2 separate regions of the Mus musculus genome follow, and region 1 is linked to region 2. The links are chromatin contacts, called in public Hi-C maps. All regions are on one chromosome and are shown on one strand. The core of a region is the stretch at or near the end of the contact, and the rest is flanking DNA. Distances in the headings are between cores, read along the strand shown. Region 1 overlaps Prune2 (prune homolog 2). Region 2 has its middle 34 kb from the start of Vps13a.

Region 1 (2,700 bases), core at 179-2,678, 180 kb after region 2:
GTGAGTGCTAAAACACTGCGTTCTTTGACCTAGAAATTTAAAGTCTGGAAGTTTACCCTAAAGAAATAATTAGTAATTGACACAAAAACATTCTCTCCCAAATCTCTATTGTAGAAGGTTTAATTGCTTTCAAATTTTTAAATCAAATAAATCTGTAACAGTGAAGGATTGTGAAGATAAATTACAATGATCCATAAAAAACAAAACAACAACAACAACAACAACAAAACCAGCTGGGTGGTGGCGGTGCATGCCTTTAATCCCAGCACTTGAGAGGCAGAGGCAGGCGGATTTCTGAGTTCGAGGCCATCCTGGTCTACAGAGTGAGTTCCAGGACAGCCAGGGCTACACAGAGAAACCCTGTGTTAAAAACAAAACAAAACAAACAAACAAAACAACGACCCAGCAAATATTTCTTGCTGGGCAGCAGCTGGGGCTGTACAAGCAAGCAAATACAAACCATTTCTGGCCATTGCAACATCTATATCCTAGATATTTAAGACAGCAGAGCCTTGTAACATTTAATGAGAGAGGATGCAAACATTATATACAGCAGGAATAAGTACTCACAGAAGCATGGAAAAGAATATTACAAGGACTATACTAAATGGTCATAGCAATATTTAATTTGGGGAGATGAATGTATTGGTCTTCTGTGACTTTCTGTTTTGCAAATTTTAAAATAAGTAATTGCTATGTAAACCTCAGGGAGGATGGATGCATGTCAGGTGTAGGAGGCCTTCATTTACATTCAGCCTTCGAAATTCCTACATTGCCTTTGATGGGGATGGGTTGGCAGAAGCTCTTCCAAATGCCATCTCTTGAAGAGTATGTGTGTCTTTCCCATGAGGACTAAGCACAGAAAAGAGACAGAAGACAGGTCAGAGCTGAGGAGTAAGGTTAAGGGCCCAGGTTGACTCCCATCAGCATAAAAAGATGACAGCCCCTGAGTCTTGAAAGGGAAAGTTGAGGGATTTTCAAGACCTATAAGTTCACAGAAGACAAATTCCAGGATGCATTCTCTATTTCCATGAGAAGAGACCAGTTGATCTTAGACAGAGGCACTTCCTAAGCAGACAGTTAAAAAATTTAAGACCATTCAAAAAGCTAACATTAAACCTGGGAATTAAGAAAGACCAGTTCCACAATTTTTTGAGCCAAATTTGATGCAGACTTTAATCGAGTACTGTCCAGGATGTCGGATTCTGGCCAGAATCATTCTGGGGTTCCCAGAAAATGGTTCGGAGTCACATTTTGCAGATGCTTTTAAAGGCAAGCCCATAATGTTATCACATTTTCTATCAGGTACAATCAGAGGCAAGCACACTTCCTGATGTATTTCCTGCCCATGGCTTCCCCACCTATATGTGATCAAGCATATCTGGTGCAGTTGGATCATACAAACTTGTTTTAGGGAGTGAAAAACATGTGTCTTGTTATCTCCCAGAAACAGCTTCCAGTCTTTTAAGAAGTATCTGTCCTTGGGCATGGACGGGGCTTATCGGTTTTGTTTCATGGATCCCTTAGGCACAGTTAACTAAAACTTAAAGCGTAGCTTTGGCTCTCACATGATGTCAGATGATTCCTTCCAAGGTAAGGATTTGAGGGTGCAACTGTTGCTTCAAAGTTTGAATTAGAGAGAAAAAATATTGGTATTGCTTTTAAACAACCTTGAACAATATGTTGCATACACACACACACACACACAGAGAGAGAGAGAGAGAGAGAGAGAGAGAGAGAGCACAGAAGAGTGTACACAATGATACTTGCCGACACTTGATCTGAGAATATTATGAGGTCAAGACTGGCAGTAAACAGGTTGAAAACAGTTCTGCTCCTAAATCCTTGGTGCTTTGAATCATCGTGCCCCTCTTATGTCTGAGAAGAGTTTTGAGTGTACAATATCCAGTTGTTAGACCAGAGGCCCCCTTGAGTGAACTGGTACCCCACAGATCATCTAAAGTCCTCAGGCAGTGTCTTAGGGTTTTCATTGCTATGAAGAGACACCATGACCAAGGCAACTCTTATAAAGGACAATATTTAATTGGGGATAGCTTACAGGATCAAAGGTTCAGTCCATTATCATCAAGGCAGGAAGTAGGGCATGGTCCAGGCAGGTGTGGTGCTGTAGACAGAGCTGAGAGTTGTATACATATTGTTTCAGGGAGAACCAGAAGACTGAATCTCTCAGGCAGCTAAGAGGAGGGTTGCAAAGCCTACCCAACAGTGTCACACTTTCTTTAACAAAGCAACATCTCTCAACAGTGCCACTCCCTGGGCCAAGCATATTTAAACCATCATAGGCAGTATTTGGAATTGGCTTCCTATGTCTACTCACAATGACTTCATATATCAAAACAGGAAGGAGGTTCAAGTCAATCTGACTTTGGCTATTCACAGCTGAGTGTGTTTAAACTGGTCCCCACTCCCCAGTTTTCTCGAATAGAAGATGTTGAAGGAAGGTGTCCTACAGAACTGGCAAGAAGAAGCTCAAGAGGAATACTGAGCTTGGTTGGGGGCAGGGTGATGATAATTAAAGAAGGCTCTAACATGTCCAAAGTTCACTTCAGTTGCTGAAGGACTTAACAGGGAGGAGATGCCAAGGAGAAGGGAGAGATGAAAAGGCTAATGAGCTAAAAACTTCTTTGTACTCCTGAATGTTTGTCAGACCCTGACTTAAATTCCAGGATGGCTGACCAG
Region 2 (2,700 bases), core at 32-2,531:
AAGAATCGATTAAAACTTTTAAAAATGGATGATGGAGTCTGCATATAGGGTCTCCCAGTAGAAATGGGAGACAGTCTTTGGAGAGTGAAGCTTCTATACCTTCTGTCTCTGTCTCTGCCTCTGCCTCTGCCTCTGTCTCTGTCTCTGTCTCTGTCTCTGTCTCTGTCTCTGTCTCTGTCTCTGTCTCTCTGTCTCTGTCTCTCTGTCTCTCTGTCTCTCTGTCTCTGTCTCTCTGTCTCTCTGTCTCTCTGTCTCTCTGTCTCTCTGTCTCTCTGTCTCTCTCTGTCTCTCTCTCTGTCTCTCTCTGCCTCTCTCTCTCTCTCTCTCTCTCTCTCTCTCTCTGTCTCTCTCTCTCTCTGTCTCTCTCTCTCTCTCTGATCAGTGAGGACCGTAACAATGACAGTAATAATAGCAGTGATGTCGTAGGATTGGGGCCAACCTCTTCACAGTTATTCCTATTAATCTAAGTACTTTCCCCTTAATACATTGAACACAATAATTATGCTCCTGTTTGTTTAGCACAATGTCTGAAACAAATTCTTTGGGGGCTTTAACGTTGCGCAATCTTACGAAAGGGCAAATTCCAAAGAAGCCATAGAGATTTCTACATCTTATAATTCACGCAGTTCCGTTAACCACCATAACAAATACATTCATGTCTGGATAAAACTTAGCACCCTTTATTTATTTCCACAGATATTCTTGGTGGTGGGGGGAGGGGCAGGGATTTCTTTGTCACATCCTGGAATTTTATCTTAGATTCAACAGCAGTCCCATTATGAACTCCCCACACCCCACCCCGACCCCGTCCCTGGCACCTTGTAACTAGAAGTGAAGGAAGCCTGAGACAAGCAGTTAAACCCAGAGCTCTGCTCCACAGGATGTAGCTACAGGTTAAATGCTTTTTTATTTTTTATTTTTATCTTCTCCACAGACTTTATGACTGCAATAAAGATGTGAGTGGTCTCTCACTGAAAGGTAAACATCTGACAGAGAGAGATGAGATACATTCTAAAAGCCCGTGGCTGCTGTGACAGATAATCTAGTGATTAGAGCTTTGTTGGCTGAGCCAAGTCCCTTGAAGAGAGAAACAAGCTTCTTACGCCACCATGGCCACCCGGCACCCACTCACTGATGTGAGGTGCTCTGGAGTGCTGCTCAGTGAAGGCAGGAAGCCTGAACTTGGTAATTGAGAATGAATGTCAAGTAGTGTCGAGGCGCCTCAATTCATAAGGTTGATAACTCCTTCTGTGATTGCATTTCCATTTTTACAGCTGCTTCAGGGGCCAAGTTTGCCAGCCTTGTTTGGGGAAGTATATATATTACGGAACTCTTAGTGCTGCTTGAGAGGAAGCTAGCACTAAAAATAATAATAATAATAAAATCTGAGAACCATGGAATTTTCCAACTATTAAAGATATCAATTTTCTAAAAACTCTGAAAAGGAAGAAAGAAAGAGAAAGAAATTACTTTGAAAACAAGGAATAAAAATTCAGGAAAGTACATATTTTTGCACTACTCTAGAAATCATAAATTCAATAATAATTGGCCCTGAAAATATGTTTCTTTGGGAGAAATGAGTTAAACTGTATGAATGATTCAACAATGTATTCAACTTCTACAACGTTTTGAAACTACAGCTATTAACTGAAAATATGCATATACTTAAATGTAAACATTCATATATGTATATACAAGTATTTTTTTTTAGCATAGAGCACAGCTGAAGGACTATGACTATGTTTTGAATAGTGCCATATAATAACTGTTTTAGATGGCGCTGGCCAGATGACAATTGTGGTAACCACTTTCTTCTGACATTATACAAATGCAATATGCAAATGAATAAATATAGCAACGTCCCAATTAAACTTTACAGTAGATATAAATTTGGTTTTATTTGATTTTATGGGTCATGAATATTATTTTTTGTTAGTTTTAACCATTCAAAAATATAAAATTGTCTTATTTTGTGTACTATATATCCAACAGGAAGCATGATGAACTCGATCCATTTGTAATGTGTGATATGTAGTAGATATGTGTTTTGGGTCTGAGTTCCTTCTTAAAAACAGTATATTTCATCAGTGAGTGTATGGATGGCCGTATAGACAGGAATTGAACTAGGCTTAGCAGGATCAGTGGCCAATACTTTATGCAAGGGTCTGTGCTTGGTGGTACTGGTGCCTACTTTCACTAACCTTCTTTTTCTCTCTAGGGGTGTAGGTACAGCTCATTAGTAGAGCACTTGGCAAGTACACACAAGGTCCCAGGTGGAATCCCAAAGCAATAGCAATACTCCCAACACCACACACAGATACTTAATTTCCCAAAGTTATTAGTTAAAAACCATTGGGTCTGGAGAGATAGCTAAGTGGTTAGAAACACTGGCTGCTCTTTTAGAAGAGCCAAGGTCAGAGAGCGATGGGCACATCTGAGGAAATAAAATTTAGTTTAACATCTTATGGTTCTTGCCAAGGGTCTGTCTCCATAATTAGATACAATTCAGGACAGTCTGGGGTTTTCTTCTTGTCTAGATTAGCATATAATATGGAAAATAAAAAAATTGAAGGACTATTTCTATTTACCCTGACAATAGAAACCTTAAGATGTAGTAGAATTAAAACCATCACAAGACACAAACATTTTCACACAACCTCAGAATCTGCACTATAAGACTGGAACTACTTAAAACACACC

Evidence for each region. Hi-C and Micro-C count contacts between places; a contact is called where the count stands out from the background.
Region 1: a Hi-C map of the G1E-ER4 cell line shows a contact between it and region 2, with 2.8 times the contacts expected there. A contact is called at or near these places in 1 of 39 promoter capture datasets (the C10 cell line), 52 of 484 Hi-C or Micro-C datasets (the AML12 cell line, the AtT-20 cell line, the BV-2 cell line and 38 more), 5 of 130 datasets of targeted methods (astrocytes, bone marrow-derived dendritic cells, embryonic stem cells and 1 more) and 1 of 9 other capture datasets (macrophages).

What each region holds. Positions count from the first base shown.
Region 1 is chr19:16,990,948-16,993,647 of GRCm38.p6, forward strand. The region is part of intron 1 of Prune2 (prune homolog 2); the gene reads left to right. Among named protein-coding and RNA genes, the nearest start is that of Prune2, 36 kb to the left of the region's middle.
Region 2 is chr19:16,814,065-16,816,764 of GRCm38.p6, forward strand. No RefSeq gene overlaps it. Among named protein-coding and RNA genes, the nearest start is that of Vps13a, 34 kb to the left of the region's middle.